Regions from separate parts of the Sus scrofa genome. Here regions 1 and 2 are each linked to region 3. Evidence: chromatin contacts called from public Hi-C data. All regions are on one chromosome and are shown on one strand. The core of a region is the stretch at or near the end of the contact, and the rest is flanking DNA. Distances in the headings are between cores, read along the strand shown.

The links. A called contact is a pair of places that touch in the nucleus more often than the background predicts.
Region 1: a Hi-C map of liver shows a contact between it and region 3, with 2.1 times the contacts expected there. The contact joins the promoter of TCEA3 here to the promoter of ASAP3 in region 3. A contact is called at or near these places in 7 of 47 Hi-C or Micro-C datasets (blood, embryonic fibroblasts, fetal heart ventricle and 2 more) and 1 of 2 datasets of contacts at active chromatin or transcription factors (skeletal muscle).
Region 2: a Hi-C map of alveolar macrophages shows a contact between it and region 3, with 2.4 times the contacts expected there. The contact joins the promoter of E2F2 here to the promoter of ASAP3 in region 3. A contact is called at or near these places in 2 of 5 promoter capture datasets (fetal liver and liver), 32 of 47 Hi-C or Micro-C datasets (adipose tissue, alveolar macrophages, blood and 16 more) and 2 of 2 datasets of contacts at active chromatin or transcription factors (alveolar macrophages and skeletal muscle).

Annotation. Positions count from the first base shown.
Region 1 is chr6:81,302,498-81,307,046 of Sscrofa11.1, forward strand. TCEA3 (transcription elongation factor A protein 3) reads right to left here and starts at 2,405. Exons shown (of 11, transcript XM_021095523.1): 1 at 1,913-2,405. The coding sequence starts at 1,981.
Region 2 is chr6:81,397,146-81,401,277 of Sscrofa11.1, forward strand. It overlaps E2F2 (transcription factor E2F2), which reads right to left and starts at 1,717. Exons shown (of 7, transcript XM_021095527.1): 1 at 950-1,717. The coding sequence starts at 1,201. It overlaps LOC110261115 (a long non-coding RNA gene), which reads left to right and starts at 1,678. Exons shown (of 2, transcript XR_002344941.1): 1 at 1,678-1,946; 2 at 2,669-4,014.
Region 3 is chr6:81,357,207-81,361,522 of Sscrofa11.1, forward strand. It overlaps ASAP3 (arf-GAP with SH3 domain, ANK repeat and PH domain-containing protein 3), which reads right to left and starts at 2,848. Exons shown (of 26, transcript XM_021095526.1): 1 at 2,594-2,848. The coding sequence starts at 2,722.

The sequences.
Region 1 (4,549 bases), core at 1,155-3,654, 55 kb before region 3:
GTGTCCTCCTCTCCCTAACCACCACTGGGCAGGTCCACTTTCACTCCCAGAGCAGGCCCCACCTTTCTCGGTCACATGCCCAGAGCTCTGTGCCCACCCAGATGCTGCCAAGAACCCAGGCGCAGACGTGGCTGCAGGCTGGCTCTGTGCTACAAGGACCCTGTGGCCAGACTTGCATCCTTCCTGGAGGGAGCTCTGGGCACCTTCCATAGGAACCCTCACCAAAGGACACCACTTCCCCTTCCTACTTCATAGAAGAGGGAAATTGAGGCGAGAGAGGGAAACTAGAGGGGTGGTCTAGGTCCATTAAAGGAGGGAGGGGAGTCCAGGGCAGGTGCCCTCCTCCTCAGCCAAGCTGTCTTTCTCAGGTCTCCTAAGCTTCCCCCCTCCCCTCTCTCTCCCACCCCACAAAGGTCCAGAATCTCCTGGCTCAAACCTGGGGTCAGCAAGGGGCAGGGTTGGGATAATCTGTCTACCTGAGCTGGAATTTGGTTCAAGAGACCTGTGCTGGGCTCTGCGCCCCCAGCTGAGAAAGGGCTCAGTTTCACTGACTTTGGAGTATCCCGGAACAGGAGCTTCCAGGTTTCTGAGTTTCCTCTGGCTGTGCAAAAGCAGGTGTCATCCTCTCACCCTTCCCAAGCATCAGTCCCTGTCTTCCTAGGGTTTCACATCACTTCCATCCTCACTGCCACCAGCAGAGACAAAAATCCAGTGACATTCCTTCCCAGGAGGTAGGTAATCTCATCTTCTTACAGATGAAGAAACTGAGGCTCTGGTCTTTACATGGACCAACTAGTTACTGCCCATGTCTACTCTAGGGCTGCCTGACACTCCATGGATCCAGCGACCCCTACCACTTCCCTGCTCCAAAACCACCCTTAGGGTCCATCCCTTTCCCAAGCTCTGAGGAGTACAGAATGTGCTGGAAAGGCTTAGATGGTGGGAAGAGGAGGACCCTGAGACAGGGCAAAGTGGGGGGACTTACCTGCTGGGCTATCCTCCCCTATCTTCCCTCTCTTGGTGAGCCACCACCCTCCCTATCCCAAGGCCAAGTTTGCTCGGCTCAGCAACCCGGCGGCAGCCAGCTTGAGGCAAAGATCACCCGGAGGATCAAACATTAACTTCAAGTCGCCCGTGCTCTGGGCTCCTGGCACGGGGCGCTTTGGGATCCGCGGGTAGGGCCGCCAGCCCTGATTTCCCCCCAACCTCCCTCCAGCTTCCCCCTCCCGCCAGTACAGGCCTCTAGCGGGTCCCTCTTCCCCCGCCCGCGGGTCCCGTGGGCGCAGCGGCTGCCCGACACCTGTTCAGCCCCCGCCTCCCCGGGCCCCACCCTGCGGCCAAGGAAAGGGAGAGTTGCAAACAGAACAGCTCCTGGAGCCTCAAACCGTGGGGTTGGGGTTTACGAGGCCCCTTCACTTTTCTTTGCCAGATCCACTCCCAGGGTGTGGGACAGACGCGGCTCAGCACCTCTCATCAGCTCAAATTTCTTTGCCCCTTCTCAGGTCACCCAGGATTTTGTTCCCCCTGGTCTCCCGTCCCGAAGTCACCACCGCTCCCCAGGCTTTGCACACGCCGAGTCCCTGGGTCTTTTTCCAGGTCCCCGTCTCTTCGCTCTTTACCGGGCGCTGCACAAGCTGCCCAGGGGCCCCAACCCTGCACGTCCCGGCGGACGTGCTCAAGCCCGGTCTTCGGGGCCCGCACGATCCTGCCCCGGCCCACGCACACGCCCACCCCGAGGTGCCAGCAATCCCCACGGGGCGCTGAGCCCTGCCTCAGCCGCACCTCCCTCGGGTCCCCGAGTCCCGCACGCGCCTCCCGGGCGCCCAGCCAGCACGCGCCCCCGGGAGTCCCGGGTGAGCACGCGCCGCGCCTCCCGGGGGCGGGGGCTGTGGCCCGAACTTTGCCGCCTCACCGTGTTCTTCCTGGCCACCATCTTCTCCAGCTTCCTGGCGATCCTTAGAAGCTCCTCTTCCTGGCCCATGGTGGCCCGCGACGCCCGGCGGGGCGAGGGGCGCAAGGGCGGCAGCCTGGCTTCGGGGGCCTGAGGCGCAACGGCTGAGGGCGCGCAACCCGCGCGGGCCGCTAACACACCCGACACGCACGCCCGGCGGGGGCGGGGGCGGGGCTCTCCCCTACCCCCCTCGGCCGCCGGCCTCCGGACCGTGGGGGAGGGGTGGCGTGCACTAAATATAGACTTCAAGGACTCGCCCGGGCAATCGCCCCGGCCAGTCGGCCCTCCCGAGAGGGGGACGAGGCTGCGAGAGCCGGCCCTTCACCTCAAGCCCGTCCCGGGAGGTTTGGGAAGGAGGACTCTCTGGCGAGTGGGGCGGCCGTCGTTCCAGGACACAAGAGGCTGTGGCGGCCAGGAGGGCGCCAGAGGGTGCTCCGGGAGCCTTGAGAAGAGTTCTGGGCCCCAGAGTCTCTGCACCGTTGCAGCTCAAAGCAGGCGGACCTAGTTCGTGCCTGTGCCCACGTGGAGGCAATTCGGTACACACGAATCACATTATTTTTGCATCATCGCTAAAGCCAGTTGTGTCTGATCCTGGGCTCACTCTTTGGCGCGCACTGCATGTATCCAGCCCTGTTGCCGTCAGTTTGGTGAACAGCTAACAAGCTCTGCTGGTGTTGCAGGTCCCACCAGTGCACGGTGAGGCTTGGGAGATTCTTTTTTTTTTTTTTTTTGCCGTTTCTAGGGCCGCTCTTGCGGCATACGGAGGTTCCCAGGCTAGGGGTCTAATCGGAGCTGAAGCTTCCGGCCTGCACCAGAGCCACAGCAACGCCGCGTCCTCAACCCACTGAGCAAGGCCAGGGATCGAACCCGCAACCTCATAGTTCCTAGTCAGATTCGTTAACCACTGCGCCACAACGGAAACTCCGGGCTTGGGAGATTCTTAAGTGTACCAAACTTAGAAAAATACTGATCCAGGAGCATGGGTGCCCTTTATTTATTCAGGGTCAGGACACTGCCTCTCCAATGGGATTGGTTCTGGAAGGGAGGAAACAGGATTATGCCCTCAAAGCTGTACACACATCTGTGCTCCTGGGGAAGGACCTTCCAAGTGTCCTCAGCAGACACAGATCCCTTCCTAAACAAGTGAGTTTGACAGAAAATGATCTGTGTGTGTGTGTGTGTATGTGAGAGGTGCTTATGGACCTGAAGGGGAGGTTCATAAAGAGTGGTCCATAGTGTTTGGGATGGGGAGTTGTGGCTTGGGGTGTTCAGTGAAATCTCCAGACTTTCCTGAGAGAAACTTAGGGCGCCCCATCCCCTGTCACAGAGTAGATGCCTCTGGCTTCTGATGACAATGTGAAATTAAAATGGAGTGATCACAGTTCAGGCATCCAAAATGGAGTCGAGTGGCCGAGAGCATCTGGTCTCAGACACATCCCCGCATCACTGAAAACTTTCTTTGAACTGTACCAGATCCAAGGACACCACCAGAGTACTCAGAACGACACCTGCCAACTACAAAACCTGATGGTCTCAAGGTCTCCCATTGGAACTGTGCAACCATTTCAGACCCCAACCAATCTTTACTTAACAAGCACTCTTACTTCTGGCCAGCTGCAATTGTAATTCTTGATAAACAACTTGTGTAACTACCTGCAACCTTGAGGTTTTTGCAGCTGTTAAGTCTCCCCCATTTTGTAGTCCTGCAGAACACAACTCAAGCTCTTCTTGAGTCTGCCTCCCAGGCTGCAGTACTAACAAAACCCAAATAAACAGTTTTGTATTTTTTACTTTTTATTATTATTTATTTATTTATTTATTTATTTTGTCTTTTTGCCATTTCTTGGGCCGCTCCCGCGGCATATGGAGGTTCCCAGGCCAGGGGTCCAATCGGAGCCGTAGCCACCAGCCTATGCCAGAGCCACAGCAACTCGGGATCCGAGCCGCATCTGTGACCTACACCACAGCTCACGGCAATGCCGGATCTTTAACCCACTGAGCAAGGGCAGGGATCGAACCCGCAGCCTCATGGTTCCTAGTTGGATTCGTTAACCACTGCGCCACCACGGGAACTCCAGTTTTGTTTTTTTTAATCAGGTCTCCATTTCTAAAATTTTGGTAAACACTTCTAACTGCTGCTGTGTGACCTGGGACCAAGGTAGTTAGGGGGAGGTTTTTCATTCATTCAACAAATACATACTGAATGTCTGAGCAACAAACAAGACAGATCCAATCTCAGCAAGGGGGACTCAGTCTAAGGGTAAGAACAACCTTAAACATCATCAATCCTGTGCTATCCCAACTGGGGTGAGGGTCAGGAAGAAATGGAGGGTAACTTACAGACGTATTTGAGGAGACCTGCACCAGTTAGGGTGTCATGTTCTCTGAGGAAATGAAGTTTAAATTTTGGGCAGAAGTGCTGAGTGGGAGTTGTGGGGAGGAGGAGGAGAGTATTAACATAAGAAGAAACATTCATTCATTCATATATTTATTTAATTTTATTTATTTATTTATTTTTGGCCACACCCATGGCATATGGAAGTTCCCAGGCCAGGGATCAGACCTGTACCACTGCAGTGTCAATGCCAGGTCCTTAAC
Region 2 (4,132 bases), core at 467-2,966, 39 kb after region 3:
CACAAGAGCCCCATCTCCCCTCCTTGGAGCCTGCTTCCAAAACCCAGGACCTGGAGCTGGAAGAGACTCGAGGTGAGTTAGTCCCACAGCTACCCATGCAGACACACATTTTCAAGACAAGGAAATTGGGACTCAGATTGGGGCCAAGACTTGTCCAAGGACACACAGCGAATAAATGGCAATCAGGACGAGAAACCAGGCTCGCTAACTACCACCCCCACACCCTCAGGGCTCTTCCAACTCCATCCCCACCCTATGGTTGTTTCGATTCTCATGGGCTCCAGGAATTCCACTCCCACACAACACACCCTGTGTCTGGTGCCACCACACATTGGCCCCTCCCTGGCAACGGGCCTGGGGGCTTGAAGAAGGAACAGTCAATCTGAACAGGAACCCCAGAGGGCTGCCCCCAACTTGCACCTGCTACTGGCTGTCTGGAACAGAAGATTGAGCCTGGGGGAGGACCTAGGGCAAAAGTCAGGAAAGAGTTGGCTCAGTGCAAAATTTGGAATCTCAGCCCGACTGGACCTGAGAGACCTCCCCCTATTTTAAAGTCCCTTGTTACTGTCCCCAGGCTCAGCTCTGTGACTGGACAATAGCAGGTGCCCAGCACTGGTTTCTGGGCCAAACAATGAACACAAGAATGAATGACAGCAAATTGATCCCATGGTCTTCCCCAGGGTGCACTGAGGATAGTGTTGGGTCTCCACACTCTTGATCCAGTGCTCATTCCATTCCACTCCAAGAAATGAGGTTATTTCACCCCAAGTCTGAAAACGAAAGGCTCTTCTATTCAGATATTTAGGAAATGTGTTGTTCTGGAAGCTGAAAGCGCCCCTTCTCCCTCCCCAGATTCAACCTGCTTCACTCAGACTGGGTCCCTCCCGCCTTTCCCACACCCAGATAAGCAGAGAGGGAAGCGGTGGGTGAGGGGGGTCCCCAGCATTACCGGCAGCCGGCCAGCCGGCACGCATCGCACAGCTTGGCCCTCCGGTCCGTGGGGGGTGGCGTCGAGGCAGGTGCCCGGCGCTGCGGCGGGAGGCATAGTCTGCGGGTACAGCTGGGTGTAGTAGGTGGTGGTGGCCTGGCAGAGCTGGGGGCTGCTAAGGCCGGGCGGCCACAGCTCGGTGGGGCTCATCGCGGGCAGTCCAGTGGGGGGCGGCCCCGCGGCAGGAGCCAGGACCCGGGGCCCTCGCAGCATGGCGAGTGCAGCGCCCCCTCCCCAGCCGGGCCTGGCGCGCCCGCAGGCACCTGCGGGCTTCGGAGCCTAGGGTGGCTCACACGACCCGCGGCATGGCGCGGAGGCCGGGGGAAGCCGCCAATGGACGCCGGCGGGGCAAGGCCAGACCCTCCCCTCCTGGCCCGCCGCCGAGCCGGACAGCGCTTGGAGATCGCCGCTTGGAGATCGCTTGGTGGCGGCGGCGGCGGCGGCACAGCCAGGGGCTGTCCCGCCCCGAGGACGGCTGCGACCAGCGAGGGCCCTGAGCCCCCGAAGGCTTAGGCGCCTGGGATCCAGCCGGCTCCGGGAAGGGGTCTCTGGGGTACCCGCGGGCTCGGCAGAAACGCGATGCGCTGGGATCGGGGAGACAGACCGATTGCACCGACTCCCTCTCGCCTCGCTCTCGAGTCCCTGAACCTTTCTCTGCTTCTTTTTTTTCTTCTTCTTTTTTTTTTTAGCGCGAAACTGCGTGCCGCGAAATTCGGATCTCCCGCGGAAAATGCCGCGCTCTGATTGGTCGCTGACACAGGCAAAGGCTCCACCCCCCGGAAAGGACCCGACCCCTAGGCGGTGATTACAACAAGAGCCTGGGGCTTAAAGGGGCCGCTACACCTGCTGTTGCTCGGCGCCCGCCAGCGCTGGCTGAGGGAGAAACAGACTGAGAGGATGGTTCCCGCCCAGGGTAGAGGCAGCCGCAAGCTGAGGACTGGGTCCGAATTCCCTGGAGGTGAGGGAAAACACTTTGGCGTGGAGTCCTGACCAGAGCCCAGACCCAGCAAGCAGTACACTGCCCAGGACGCAGGCCTTTTGTTTGCGTATAGTTCAGATAACATATGTGTGTTTATATCCTTTTCCCCCCGCTAAAATGAAATGAAATGAAATGAGAGCCAAAATGAAACTGAAAGCCAGGAACCTGTACTCTTTCCTGGCAAGAGGGTGAAAGACGGAACCTAACATTTGTACCTCTTCAAAGGGGGCTACTGACATCTATTGAGCTCCCATAACCTGGCATATTGATTATGCTAAGCACCTGGCTAGATGATTTCGTTTTATTTCATTTAATTTAATCCAACAACCCTCAGAAGAGGAACAATGTTCTTCGTGGCAAAGATGGACAGTCTGAGAGGCTAGGTAACTTGCCCAAGGTCACACAGAGAGATCAGCGACTTGAGGTCTGGCAGTTCAACATGGGACAGGCCAGCTCCTGGGCCCTTATTTGTTCCAATAAAAGTCTCCTCCCTCACTCTCCCAAGCTGTGCCCGGCCCCTTGCAGGCTTGCTTGGGAGTTCAGACTGCAGGGCTCCAACCTGTTCACAGTGTATGCCCAGAGCCCATCACTCAGTAAATAATTGCACATCTCCAGGTTTCTCCTAAACAATCCTTTAGTCACAGGTCTTCCTTCCCTCATTGCTGATAATCCATTTACATTCCTCATCTCTCCAAATTTAGGGAGGCCAAGGCTCAGAGAAGAGACCTTGGCTAGTGAGTGGCAGAGGCTCCAGAAGTTGCTGCTAAATTCCATATCTGCTGATTCCTGCCTGGTGCTGTGTGATTTTTATACAAGTTTGAGCCTGGCATTCGAAGCACTCTGGAGTCAGTCTCCAGCTTACTACCTACCGGATCCTCAGATCTCCAGGATGAGGTGGTAATAATTCATGGGGATGAAGAACCCAGACTTTGTGGCAGACAGCCCTGGGTTCAATCCCAGGCACTGTCACTTCACTAGCTGTGTGACCCCAGGCAAGTTCTGTAAACTCTCTGAGCTCGGGTTTCCTTATCCCTAGTGACACTCACTTCATAAGATTGTGGGGGAATCTCATGAGATACCACATGTAAAGCTCTCAGCACCCAGCCTAGTTCCTTAGGCACTTAAGAAACAGCAGCTGTGGTTACATCTCTGGCCTTATCTCTAGTACACAGACCCCTTTACTCCAGTCTATGCATTTCACTGGACTTTCATGGCCCAGCCTATTTATTTACTTATTTATTTATTTTTGGCGCACCCACGGCATATTGAAGTTTCCTGGCAAGAGATCAAACCCGCGCCACAGTGCCAATGCAGGATCCTTAATTCACTGAGCCACGAGGGAGCTCCCAGTTAATTTTTTTGATATTACTTTTTTATTTTACTTTTTATTTTACTTTTTTGATATTACTTTTTTATTTTACTTTTTTGATATTACTATTTTATTTTATTCCTTAGCCATTAAAATCATTCAAGCATGTATTTTTCTACATAACTTATTGCGAGCTGATCAATGAATGTTAAATAAAATGTTAATTTTCATCATTTGCTTCAATGCATGTCTTCTTGACCAAGTCTTCATTTTTTATTCCATAATATTTTATGCCTCACCTTTCAGGCAATAAAGAATTTTTATTTTTTTTAAATAATTTTTTTTTTTTTGGTATTTTTAGGGCTGCACTTGTAGCATATGGAAGTTCCTAGGCTAGGGGTGGAATCGGAGCTGTAGCTACCAGCCTAGCCATAGCCAAAGCAAAGCCAGATCCCAACCACATTTGCAACATACATTGTTTGAGACCTACACCACAGCTTATGGCAATGCCGGATCCTCAACCCACCGAATGAGGCCGGGGATCGAACCCGCGTCCTCTTGGATACTAGTCAGGTTTGTTACCACTGAGCCACAATGGGAACTCCAATGAGGAAATTTTAAACACCACAGCTAAGAACCTGAACATTCATCTGCAAGTACCCATACGCTTCTTACATGCAGTTGTGCTCTTAGTGGTTTTCTTACAGCCATCTTTGATGATAAGTTTTGGGAAAACATTTGTCATGACAATCTTCATTCGCCTTCAACTTTATAGGCTCTTTTGCACCTTGAAGAGCCTGGTGACAGGCCCCTAGGCACTGCTGCCCCATCCATACGGCTGACGGGTGCCTTCTTT
Region 3 (4,316 bases), core at 1,598-4,097:
TACTTCCTCACATTTGAACAGCTTTTACTTAAAAACAAAAACCTTTAACCAGAGGGGTAAGCAAGGAAAGATTATCAGACCCATTTTAAGGGTGAAATAACTGAAGTTCGAAGAAATTACATCGGGCCTTTAGAAAGAACAAGAATAGGACCGGGGGTTAGAACATTTTGTCAGAGGACATGCCAATTCTTGCACTACCCAGCTAAGGGAGCTTAGACAAGTCATTAGCACATTCTGGACATCAGTTTCTCCTTGTTAAATGAGAGCGTTCCTAGGTGATCTCTATCTTAAAGGGCCCCTCAGCACTGACATTCTAATTTCCTGTGATCTGCCCAGGGTCCTTTCTATCAGGACTGCAAACAAACAAACAAAGAAAAAAAGAAACAAACAAACAAACAAAACAACTCTTCAAGTACCAGGACAGAGTCCCTAGTTACTCTCAGGAAACCATCTGGGACTGGAAGACTTGCTTTAAGAATCAGTCAAATCTCGACTCAGCCAAACAGAGCTTCAAGTCTGGAGGTGGGTTAGTCAAGCATAGAACTGGGACCAGGGGAATGACAGCATCAAACTACCTGTAAATATAAACACAAATGGAAAGCCAAACAGGAAACCTCAGGAAAGTCCAATCCAAAGGTCAGATTCTAACTTCTGGGCACTGAAATACTGAAGAGAAAAGCTGTATTTGGGTGTCACAAACCTTTCCACTGCAAAAATGAACTCTTGCGTGCACCAAACTAAAGTCCCCGAGGCAAAAGAGACTAGGTTTTGTCTGGCCTGAACTGGGGCAAAGCCGAGCCCTGCAGGGAGGCTGCTGTAGCCTCTAGACCCATTCCAAGGCACCCTCCCCCAGGCACACACAAGTGCTTACACACTCGATGCCAGGCAAGGCCAGATGCACAGGCATAAATGGGCATTTCTGTCCCGGGAGAAGGTTTCATAGTACAGCCCTTTCTCCTGATCCCTCTCTGATTTAACATTTTAATGAACAACCCACAGAGGAGTGTGAACTGTGAAAGCCCTAAGGGTGCTGACTGCACTGAACTCTTCTGGTTCACAAAATGTAAGGCTACGAAGACAAACCTCAGGAAGCTTGATCCTCAAGATGAGGCTCTGAGGCAGTCTCCCTGTGAGCCTCCAGTAAAATACAATCTACATTCATAGGTGTGCACTCCAAGCTACTGGTTCTGCCCAAGGAAGGAAGCCAAAGGTCACTGGCTGCTTCTTATTTTAATTAAAACATGTATCCCCACTAGATGAAAAATAGTAGGCTAGGCTCTGTGAGTGAAATGAGGACAAAAGAGATTCAGTCCCTGTCTAAAGAGGTATGTCAATTAACCTGATGATCATTTCATTAATCAAAATGCACGCCTTACATACATGACCTCATGTAATACCATAGTCCTGTGAGGTAAACACTATCATCCCATTTTACAGATGCCAAAAGTGGGGCTCCAACAGATCAGGTCACGTGCCCAAGCTCACACAGCTGGCAAACTGCGGAGCCACAAGGTGAACACAGGTAGGCCACCCCCAAAGTCTGTGATCTTTCCACAGTTCCCCATCACCCCTACAAAGTGACACAGACAGACTCTGGGATGGGGGTTCAGACAGCCAAGAAGAGGAAGACAGGAAGAGATTTCCCAAGACATTGGCCCAGAGGGATGAAGAACTATTAATTTTTGGATCTTCCACACAGTAGGTGCTCAATATTCCTCTGATGAAGGAAGAAATCTGAGAAATGTTGCTGAGGTCCAAAATGCCACCCAAGGTCAGGGCATCTTCTGACAGGGAGCTGCAAAAACACATTATTCCCCCTTGGCCCAAAGCTTCAGGAGGGTATCTGCCCTAGAATATTCCCGCAGAGGAGGCCCAAGAAAGTGCAGCGGGTCCTGAGAACAGGAATGAAACCCAAACGAGCAGGGGAATGGGGTGGGGCAGCCTGCAAGAGCCAAAGAAAAGGCCTGGGACGCATTGCTGGGAAAGACAAAGAGGAGAGGGGAGGGCAGAGGAGACTAAACATGAGAACAGTCTGGCCAAGGTGAACCCCAGCTCCTGGCGCCTTTTCATTCGCATTCATGCCACAAACACCGGCCAAGTCTCAGAACCAGCAGTCTGGGGGAGGGGGCCTCCCGGCAGCCAGGGAGAAGTTCAGGACTGAGGAAGGAAGGTCTGCTTGCCAGAAAGAGAATGACTGGGGCGGAGGGGGGGGAAACTTGTGGGGCTCCAAAGATGAAAACTCAAACAGATGCAGTCAAACTCTGAGCAAACCCACACGCGACTGGGCGGCAGGCAGGTCATCAGAAGCATTAGCGGGTTAGTCCTGCGCACGGAGCCGAGGCAGAGACTTCCTGTGAAGTCTGTCGTCGAGGTGACCTCGAGCCCACCCCCCAAAAAATAAACGGTCCCTCGGTCCCTCCCCCAGACTCGACGTGAGGACGCAGATGTTTGAGATGCACTCGGTTCACAAAGATCTAGGGAGAGGGTAGGTTTCTGGGGCGCGGTAAGGGCCGTCGCAGCTCCAGTCACGGCTGTGAAGGTCAAGGCGAGGCCCGGCCGGGACCCCAGACCCCTCCCGCCTCGGCCCCCTCACCTCCTCCCGCGCCAATGCTGCCCCCCGGCACCGGGGTATCTTGGCGGCGAAGACGGCAGCCCCTGCCGGGGAGCTGAGGTCCTCTGCGGTGACGGCCAGGAACTCCGCAACGCTGAGCTGCTCGGGCATGGCGGGAGCGGGGTGGGGGCTCCGGGGCTGAAGGAGTGGGGCCCGGGGGGCGCTCGCTGCGCTGCACTGGCACCGCCTCACAGCCCGCCGCGGGCTCCGTCCCGGCCTCCGCACGCCCCGCCCCCTCCGCGCCCCGCCCCCCCACTGCCTCCGCCCGGCACTGCCGCGTCCCCTCGCGTACTGGGAGCCCGGGAGCCCAGACCTTTTCCACCCCGCCCGCTCCTAGGCCCCGCCCACGGCCTTCCAGCCTCGCTCCCCACCTTAGCCGGCACCGCCGGTCCCCCGCCCGCCCCGGGCTCCTCAGCCCCGCCCTCTGGCCGCCCAGCCCGTGAAAGCTCCGCCCCGGCTCGCTTCCCCGCCCCGGCCCCTCCAAGGGCTCCGCGGCCCCGCCCCGTGCCTCTCCACGGGGTCCTTCGGCCGCCCTTAAAGCCCTGCCTCCCTCTCGGCTTGCCCTTGGCTCCACCTCTTTTCGTCCAGCTCCCAGGCGTCCCAAGTTACTCTCGCTTCTAAAGCCCCGGTGCCCCATCTCCTCAGCCCTCCTTAATACGTCTTGCGTCTTCCTCTCCTACCCATTAGTTCCCAGCCCTCATGACCCCACCCCTTCAGATTCACAACCCACCCCCGACCCCGACTCTTGTCTCTCTCAAAGAGGATTTGGGGGTGTTTCGGTGCCCCTCTCCGCCCCAAATCATCCGACCCCTATTTTGCTCCCCACACCCAGCTCTCCGCCTGAGTTTAGCCAGGGCCTCCCACCCGGCCTTTTGCTCCGCGCCTAGCCATGTGCCCTTGCTTTGGGGTGTTTGTGGCTCGGCGCCTGGGTAACTGTGTCACCTGGGGAAAATTACATCTCTTCTTGGAACTTCAGTTTCCTGCACTGCAAAATGGGAAGTCTAATGCCCACTTGGTTGGGATGTTTCGAGGAAGGAACCTAACCCCTGCCCCCCCCCCCCGCCCCTTACTCCGCCCTCTCACCCTCGCCTTCATTCTTCCCATCACCTCTCAACCTCACTCACCCTCCCTACCTGGCTAAAGACTGCCACTCTTCCCCACTCACTAAACTTTGCCTCTTGGGAACCACTTGTATGGATGAGAGATGGTGTTCAGAATAAAAATCCATTTGGGTTCAGTTCTGGAGCCTGAAGTCCCCAGGAAAGTATCAGGAAAGCACTGCGGTGCAGAACATTGAACATTCGCCTTGGAGTCAGATGTTCTTGAAATGGCCTAATGGTATTCACCCGGCTAAGTGATTAAGAGGATTATATAGTTTGTGCAGGGGGGAAAAAAAAAACCCTAAAAACTAAAATACACGAAAATATTACCAGCTGAGGACATTATGAGTAATTTTTTTTTCTTTTGGCTAATCAGTGTATTCTAACTTTTCTGTAATGAATTTATACTACTTGCGTAATAGAATTAAAAGTTGAAAAAAATGTGTACAGTCTGGTGGAGGAGACAGAACAAATAGGTTGTGAAACACGCTCTGGTTCATCCTTTCAGTCTGCCTTCAACCCACTCTAGTCTGTCTGTCTTCAGCCACAACTACTCCAGTTATTTCAGGGTCAACTAGGATCTCCTTATCTTCAAAGGCAAAAGG